Regions from separate parts of the Gossypium hirsutum genome. Here region 2 is linked to region 1. A link is a contact called in public Hi-C data. All regions are on one chromosome and are shown on one strand. Each heading gives the region's core, a stretch centred on a gene start, on an enhancer-like site or on the middle of the called end of the contact. The rest is flanking DNA. Distances are from core to core; before and after follow the strand shown.

Region 1 (4,711 bases), core at 479-2,978:
TAATGTCTTCCCGAGGAACATTGTCAATTCTGAAAATACCCGAGCACACCCCAATCCTATCTTCCCGAGTAGGGGCCCAGTAGAATTTCTCCATACGACCATCACGGATAAGAGGAGCATACAATGTGGAAAAGTCATTACCGGTAACTATGATAGGAACACGAGGGTTCTCTTCCTTGTTGTACATACCAGGGAGCTGAACATTTGTAGGGTTATCAGCAATGTTCATGAGGGTAGCATTCACCATTTGATTGTTAACCGTGTATTGGGTGGTTCCACCCATCCTTCCCGCACCTGCATCGAGATCGTTGATAAAGAGGCAACACATCTTTCCCTTTCTGATGATATCTGCTGCCTCACGATACCTTTGCCTAATCAATTTTGCAGGCTCTCCAGCATTCCCACTTTCCAATTCACCAGCACTCATCATAATGGGACTGGATATTGTCAACAGATTTAAAGATTAAGGATGTAAATGAAAATTTGAAGGTTCTTGTTATAAAAAAATCAAGCAATTTGTGTCCAACTAATAGGCTAACAAATGTCAACAATTTTCCTGAATCACTCAAGTATGTTAAAGAAAGGGATGGAACAATAAGGATATAGACTTACTTGATTCCCATCTTGGCAAAGACAAGCTCACATTGGAATGATTTCCCTTGGCCTTTACCTCCCCAAATACCCAAAATAAGAGGAACCTGTCACAGTTATTCACAAAATTATCCAACTTTATTGATATTCATCAAAATGATAGACTTAGCTGATTAAACATATCTGGAGACATTCTATGAACAAACCTTAATATTTGGCAGATTCAAGAAGTTTTTGGTGATGTGAACAACAACCTTGTCCATGAACGCAGGAGCAATGTAGAACCCATCAATGGTATTGTCATAGTTGAACCTACAAACAGTTGAGCGACGTCAATTCCCACACTACAATTCCATGATTTCTTCAAATTTGCATGAACTTTTTAACATGAAATCCCTTAGCATGCAACTTACGTGCGAAGACCTTGACTGATGTAGTCATAGGAGCTCATGATAGCATGGTGAGTTCCAGTTCCCACAGGAGCCTGGAAGAGAGTGTCCACCATTCCCTTTCCTCTGGTAATATCCTGTTGGTCATCAGATTCATCATAGACGAGTCCCACCCACCTGTCTTTTGAGGTTTGCTTTGACTCATCATATTCACTAACAACCTTGAAATTCTTGGGAAAAACCTTGTTCTGGTTGACCTTTGAGGTACCCTTCTTCACACTTTTCCCCAAGAATATTGAGCTTGGAGTTGGACCACGGCCATTCGACTTCAGCTGTAACAAAGAAACTCTCTTTTTAACTACAACACCACAAGCTTGTAATAAAATAACAGAATCCATATCCTTATTACTTATTTATGATCTTCTTCTTAACTGTCTATAAACAAGAAACAAATGACTAGAAATGCATTTCTTTTTCCCTCTAGGAGTTAAAAGACGATTAAAACAATGAAGAAGAGGCAGTTGAAGGACTACAAAGTCGAGAGAAGCTACGGTAATGACTAAGACAAGATCAAAAAAATAGGCGGGAAAAAACATAGTAATACCGGCAGTCTGTTGACAGCTCTAACGGCTGGGACAGCAGTAGCCATGTCTCAACGGCTGAGATCAGAATTGGGAAAGTCTTAAAAAGAAAAAAACTCGAAACAGTTGTTGGAGTGTTGTGGTTTGAAGATGAAGTTAGGTGTGGTGGGGGACTTTATAGGGAGGAGATATTGGAAGGAAGTGGGCAAAACCTGTGGATTAGCTTACGAATTGGCTAACGGCCACACATTTACAATTTGGAGTTTTATGAGGGGGGCATTTGGTGGGGTAGACGTTTGTTTTGGATCATGGGGCTAGTTTTGGTTACATACAAACAAAATGGAGGCTTCGCGGAACAGTGTTGCCTATGAGCTTGGGGTTTAAGCTTATGTTCCCCTCGTCTACCCATGTTTTTTTATTTATCGAAATCAAGATATTGATTGCTGATAACAATAATTAATTTCTTTTGTTACCCAGTAATCTCCAAAAAGAAATAAATGGTTAGTCAGAACTATCCATATTAAACATTGCCTACAACTTTGGATTTTTCTTTATTCTAAGAAACAACTTTAATGGTAAATTTGTTCAAACATTTTTTAATATATATAGGGTTCCAAAGTCTGAAGTAATCAAAAGTTATGTCACTTGATTATTAATAAAAAAAATATCAATGATGAGTTATGTCTCTTAAATTCAAAAGTTATGTTATTTGATTATTAACAAATATTCACAATTATTCGATAGAAATGGTATAAAAATGTCTTTATAATTAGAGTTATGCAAAGATTTGATAATCAATAGTCATTTTAGAAAGAAAAATTTTTAGCAGAACTTCCTACTTCATCAGGAGAAAAGATTAGAAATCAAATTAGAGGAAATTAAAGAGGTATTATTTCATATGAAAAACTTACCTATGGTGAACTAATTAGTTTCACCCGAAAGGAAGGATTAAAAATTTGTCAAGATTTAAAATTACAAAAACAACTTAAAATGAATACTCATAAAATTTATATAAAATTCTTTGAATGGTTTGAAGAATATCATTCAAAATCCATTAATACAGTAAAAAATAATACTAGATGGCAAACCAATAAAGGAACGGTTGAATCTCAATTTCCCCATTTAATGGAGGTTCAATATCTTCACAAAAATATTGGAATGAAAGCAAGTTCTTTAAGAATGAAAGCTCCTGGTGCAGGAGAATAAATCTCATCAAAAGCTATTAAAATGATAGTAGAATAAAATAACTATACAAATATCCGTCTTCATACAATATGAAAACAATTAGATTATATTGAAGATTTGGTAGAAATTCACCTAATAAAGAAAGAATCATAATTATTCAAACAGATATATATTGAATAATTATTATTATAATAAAGATATGATTATTCATTTGGATAATTATGTTATTCCTATAAAGAAATATGAGATTTGGTATAAATAAGAGTGGAACACACATCTAAAAATATAGAAACTAAGTTTATTTTTGTTCTCCTACTGTATCTTTATTTTTAGATTATTTTATAAAAAAATATATAAAAATTCTTAAAAGGAATATTTAAAATAACAAATTTTATTTATATTTAAATATCAAACTTAGTGGGAATATCTTATTTTTGGTTCATTAACTATGTAATAATATAAACTTGAGAACATCATCCGTGGTTGCATTGTACTCTAATTTCACACCATCCCTCGTCAAGAAAAAGGGGTGTGGTTATTGGCAAAGTAAATTAAATTGAATGCAGGATGGCATTGGCAACTCCAGAAACTTCTCCGTTCAATGCAAGAAGCCAAATACATGAGAATAGGACGTCGGTTCTTTGGTTTCAAAGTGCAGCTGTCACGATCTTGAAAAGACATCGTGTTATTTTAGTTTGGGGTTTTGGGACTGCATTGAACCGAGCTGTGACCAACTGGCTCTGATTAGTTCTTGTCCTTCTTATCTTGTTATTGATTTGAAAAACAGTGCAGTTCGAGATGCTTCCCAGCAATTCTATTTTTGTCTAAGGAGATCTAAACAATTCTATTCTGTTTTATCTAAAGTTCTCATCAACTTATGAGAAGCATATTTTTCTAATAATTTTAGTGTATTTATAAATTTTAATAAATTTTAATTTTTTATATTTTTTATACATACATATCACATCAACATATTTATCTACCCAGTTTTCAATGATTTCTTTTATCATATCACTTATGGTTAACAATTAAATTGGTCAACGGTTATTTTCATTATAGAAGAGTTTAATTATTTTTTAAAATTTTTATTTATTTTGATTTTTTTTAAAAATTTTTAAATTTCAACAATTGAATTAAAAATTGATGGTCTATTCGTTTTGACCACCAATCCAATGCTTACAACAGATTTTTTATTTATTTATGAAGGTTCTTTTATTTACTTTCATCATTTTTTTTGGCTTCTATAGTGATAATAATGGGTGGTTAAATGATGAGAGATGTGATATGATAGAATTGGGAGTGACGAGAGAATAAGAAAGGAAAGAACCAAGAGTTGTTTTCCCAATGTATATTTCATGCCTCCGTATTACAACCATATTACCTGGTTTATAGGGAAAATAAAAGAAAAACGACAAAAAGGAAAGTTATAACAGTAGTAACAAACTAACAAACTTATTTGATGAAAATTCATAGAAATTACTCTTTTTGTCACTAGAAATTTCAGCTCATATCAAGATAGTAAGGATGAGTTGGTTGAAAGGGGCCCTGGCCTCTTAGGGATGGCAAGATAGAGGCTTTGTGATGAAAGAAAAGAGTTCTTTATGAGTAGCTCAGAGATAAATAGAATCTAAAGAATTTGTTGCTTCTGAAATGAGAATTCTTGAATATTAATGACAAATATGGGATGACATGGTGTTGAGTTTAAATTATGAAGGAGATATTGATATTAAATGTGATTTTTTTGTAACACCCTTAACCCGTATTCGTCGCTGGAACAGAGTTACGGAGCATTACCGACATTTACAAATTAAACAGACAGAAATTTAAAATATATCATATCATATTAATAAACACATTATATCCAAGTCAAATCATACATATTGCCCCTTATACAAGCCCTCGAGGCCCAAAATACACATTAGAAACAAATCGGGACTAAATCGGAAACTCAGAGAATTTTTCAGA
Region 2 (5,008 bases), core at 1,736-4,235, 280 kb after region 1:
GTGTATGGCATGGCTTTAGTAGCAACAATGAAATTCATAGCTCAATTAAAGAGTTAATGATATCCTCTCATTGGTATTGTGTGGATTGATAAATATGGAACATGGTCACGGGTTGCTTGTTCTCGAATGAGCAATTTATCATAGCCATTTGTTGATAATGATCATATTAATCATTAAGAAGACACAATGATGACAATGAGATAAAATAGAATTGTGTTGAATGAACAAATTTAACTCAAATGAATCAAGGATATCATATGAGGGTAACACACACATGACGAGGTCATTGAACAAAGCAATTAGATGAATTGTTTTCTAAAGAGTATACAATAAGGAGTTTTCAATCATGGTACTTCTTGTGGACTGACTCCATGATTAAGTAATTGTGAATTATTGGAACAATGCTTTTGGACATAATTGCAATCACTAGAGCCTAATTGTATATGTCCGATTGGTCCCTCCGTTAGCTCAAAAAAAGCTCGATCGGACCGCATTTGAATCAGAAGAAAATTCTATAACTTTGGGAATAATTTAATTGAGTCAATTTATTCGAAGTAGAATTAAGTTAAGTGGTCGTAATAATTGTTCAACTTATTCGAAGTAGAATTAAGTTAAGTGGTCGTAATAATTGTTCAACTAGAGAATTTGATTAAAGAATTTTTTTGAAAATTTAATTTGGAAAATTTAAGTGATTTTTGGAAAAATTAATTTTGATCAAGTAAAATTAAATTAATCAAATCAATTAGAATTAATATGGAATTTTTGGAAGTTAATTTTCAAGTCAAAAAATTGGCCCAATGGGTAATTGAACTTGAAAATTGGATCTGAGATCGTAATTTGGGCCTAGGAGCCCAAAATCTAGACCAAGACCCAAAAACTAGTCAAAATGGAGCTCGGTATGTGAAACCGTGCTGACAGTCCAACCGGTGGCTAGACCAAACCAGTCGGATCACCATTGACCTGGATCGAACTGGCTCGAGGTGCCGTAAGGGTGTCGCACCTGTATCACCGGACACGACGGTGCCGGTGGCTGCGATGGTGACATCTCGGTGGCCGGCAGTGGTTGGTCATCGATGGTTGAGCAGTGGAAAAGTTACACTACTAGGACTCTACTAGAGAATTTGATTTCAAATTAATTATTCCAAAACTAACATTATTTTAATAGTTTAATATTAAATTTAATTTAATACTTATCTTAATAGTATTTTATTAATTTTATGTTAAAATGATTATCTTAATATTAAATTTAATTTAATGTTTATCTTGTAGATAAACGTTCTATTATTTTAATAAGATTTAATATTAAATTTAATCTAATATTTATCTTAATAAATATTATATTAATTTAATATTAAAATGATTAAGTTTAATCATAGTTGAACTCTCTAAACTCTCCTTATATAACGAGAGCCTTAGGTCTTATTCACACACTTGAATTCAATAGAAAGTTGTAGAGAGAAAATTCTTTGAAGATATTATTCCAGAAAATTGTTAGAGATATTTTTCTAATTTACAACTTGACCCAAAATTTTAAAGAAATTACAAAATTACCCCACTGGTAATTTTTGTAAAAATTTCTGATTCGAAACGAGCCCATAGTCGGTAGACGTGAGCTTGAGGATAGCAGAGAAAACTACTCGGTCGAAGTGTTCATCCTAGATGAATAGAAAATGTACAATTTTGATTAAGTGTTTATTACTTTAGATATCACAACCAAGATCTTGTTTTGGAAAAATATTTAAAACTCTGGTTTTTCACTAAATTTATTTTCCGCTGCGTTTTCCAAACTCGTTTTTCCAACTTGTTCAAGTGTATTAAATTGCATATTACACTAGAATTTATGCCTCTAGTGGAAGATTTAGACAGACGAGACTAAGAAGAGACTCTATCGTGTAGGACTTTAATACACTTGTGCCGAATAGTGAGACCAAAAGGAAATCTATATGCCTAGGTGAGACCGAGAGGAGAACCTAGGTGGTATCTTTTAGTCTAGGATGAGACTGAGAAGAGATTCTTAGCTAAAAGTGACAAACAATATAATCATCATAGGTTTATTAGCTTAGTTAGTAATCAATGACTCATTCAACCATCATTTCAATCCATTTGTATAGTTTCTAGTGAAAAGGAAGAAAGTTAGTTTGATATTTTTATTTGTTAATTTAAATTTAGTTTACAAATAATTTGTATTTGAATTTACACTAATAATTTATAACTCGATTATATTAACAATGGTTTAACTTGTAATTAACTTGATAAGACATTTATCAATTGTTTAAATGGTCTGTTTTCTGTGCACACGCACATGTGATCACTGAGCTACAATATACAAGCTTTGTTCCATTCCTCACTGCCACTTAATCCTAAACCACCCTCAGACCTTGGTAGACAAATTAATTGCGAATAGACACAAATACCAGTACCACTACAATCCTTGCCTTTCCAAAAGAACTTTGAACATAGATGGGATCCTTTCGAGAATAGTTTTTGGGCAACAAAAACTACCTACACCAAAAACCCTGCATGTTGCAACCTGCTAGCAAAGCTTAGGTGGCGAGCAGACCAATGCTTGATTTGATAGCATCTTCTCAATCAAGGGCTTGTAATCAAAGATAAAAAATCTTCTAGTTATAAGTTTTTTATACAAAATATTAACAAGTTAAATATTAAAGAAAATCATTTATATTGTGAGGATTGATACTATTAAATAGCCATACATTGTCTCAAAAATTTATTCAACTAGGAGCAAAATTGAATTCCAACTTAATAGTGTGAAAAGTTATTTTAATGGTGTCCATAGAAATTAATTAAAATGTATTTTAAAGCATTTATTTAATGTTTATTTTTTAAAATAATACTTTAATTTTTTTAATAAATATCATCCTAATTAACTTATACTATTTAATATTTCCGAATTTAGGAAGTAAAAAACACACACACACACAAAAGAAAAATTGGAAGGCCACTTTATTAGACTAGCCCACATGGCCTCAGGTGGCAATGGCCTTGTACATTCATCAAGGAATCAAAAGCTTGGCTTTAACTTGGACGAGGAGTCCCCATTAGAGCATTAATTTCATCCAATTTATTTCCAGATTTGTTCCGAGAAAAGACCGCCAAGATCTCTGTCACAATCACAGGCTGAAAGTTCTTACAAATAAACTCCGATCAAGCCACTTCTGTAAGTCTAGTTCAAGTTCCTTACATGTTCCAATGTCTCCGCCACCTTAGATCCATCTATGATCAAACGTCCCCCATTTTTGCTATTTATGATTTATGGGATTTGTTATTAGATACACTAACGACTCACTGCTTGAGATAATCCATGGTATGGGTCATATAATTTACAGGAAATTCAGATATTTTGTGAGGTATCAGGATGAAAGCACTCATTCTTGTTGGTGGATTTGGAACACGATTGAGACCGTTGACTCTTAGCGTCCCAAAGCCTTTGGTGGATTTTGCTAACAAACCCATGATACTGCATCAGGTTTTATTATATTTTATTTTAGATTTTTCCTCATCGTCTTTGGTTTACTTCTTGTTTGTTGTTGGTGATTTTATATTCCTGGAAATATTGGTAGATTTTCAAAAACAGGTAATCCTGTTTAAAATGGGTTTAAGATTTATTTAGACCTGGCTTTTGTTACAAAGATAAATTTGGTGATTCTATGATTAAAAAAAAAAGTGTGAAGCTTTACGTGGTATTGTTAAACGAATGATTGTACATAGTTCGTTTGTTTCCTTTTTATTTGTAATACTACCAGATTGAAGCTCTCAAAGCTATTGGAGTTACTGAAGTTGTTCTGGCCATCAATTACCAGCCAGAGGTAACATAGAAAAGTGCCCTTTTATGGCTGCAAATTTTCATATTGATGACTGTTTGTTATTGATTTTTTTTCCTTGAAGTTAGTTTTTTATATTGCTCCATTGATTTTGCAGGTTATGTTAAATTTCCTAAAAGAATTTGAGAAAAAGCTTGGCATTAAAATCACCTGCTCACAGGAGACTGAACCACTTGGCACAGCTGGTCCTATTGCTCTGGCTAGAGACAAGTTGATCGATGGCTCTGGTGAGCCATTCTTTGTCCTCAATAGTGATGTTATAAGTGAATATCCACTAAAAGAAATGGTAAATTTTCATAAGGGTCATGGAGGAGAAGCTTCCATTATGGTGACAAAGGTAAAGTAGTAAACTGGGTTTAGCATTCTTGAGAAAAAGCTTGCCATTAAAATCACCTCCTCACAAGGATCTTTCTTTTGTTTCAAGGTGGATGAGCCATCGAAATATGGTGTTGTAGTTATGGAAGAAACTACAGGCAAAGTTAAAAAGTTTGTCGAGAAACCACAGATATTTGTTGGTAACAAAATCAATGCTGGGATTTACTTGTTGAACCCATCTGTTCTTAACCGAATTGAACTGAGACCCACCTCAATTGAGAAAGAAGTGTTCCCAAAGATTGCAGCAGAGAATAAGCTTTATGCGATGGTGCTGCCTGGGTTCTGGATGGACATTGGACAACCAAAGGATTACATTACTGGCCTGAGAATGTACTTAGAGTCGTTGCGTAAAAAGTCCTCTGCCAAGTTGTCAACTGGATCTCATTTTGTTGGGAATGTTTTGGTAGATGAGAGTGCTGTAATTGGCGATGGCTGCCTCGTTGGACCTGATGTAGCCATTGGTCCAGGATGTATAATTGAGTCTGGGGTAAGGTTGTCACGCTGTACTATAATGCGTGGAGTTCGTATCAAGAAGCATACTTGCGTCTCCAATAGCATTATTGGCTGGCATTCCACTGTTGGAAAGTGGGCACGTTTGGAAAACATGACGATCTTAGGAGAAGATGTTCATCTTGGAGATGAAGTTTATAGCAATGGAGGTGTTGTCCTGCCTCACAAGGAGATAAAGTCTAGTATTTTGAAGCCAGAAATTGTCATGTGATCACAAGGTTGAGCTTGGAATCAACATTTTGAGAGTTCGATATTGCAATTTGGTTGTCTGCATTACCCGT

Evidence for each region. A called contact is a pair of places that touch in the nucleus more often than the background predicts.
Region 2: a contact with region 1 is called in a Hi-C map of leaf, with 2.7 times the contacts expected there. The contact joins the promoter of LOC107899333 here to the promoter of LOC107899326 in region 1. A contact is called at or near these places in 3 of 34 Hi-C or Micro-C datasets (all in leaf).

What each region holds. Positions count from the first base shown.
Region 1 is chrD04:45,619,214-45,623,924 of Gossypium_hirsutum_v2.1, forward strand. LOC107899326 (ribulose bisphosphate carboxylase/oxygenase activase 2, chloroplastic) reads right to left here and starts at 1,729. Exons shown (of 7, transcript XM_041091240.1): 1 at 1,585-1,729; 2 at 1,005-1,312; 3 at 798-903; 4 at 613-698; 5 at 1-437. The coding sequence starts at 1,629.
Region 2 is chrD04:45,897,575-45,902,582 of Gossypium_hirsutum_v2.1, forward strand. LOC107899333 (mannose-1-phosphate guanylyltransferase 1) reads left to right here and starts at 2,986. Exons shown (of 5, transcript XM_016825014.2): 1 at 2,986-3,178; 2 at 3,348-3,487; 3 at 3,765-3,827; 4 at 3,940-4,179; 5 at 4,267-5,008. The coding sequence starts at 3,377. The coding sequence ends at 4,938.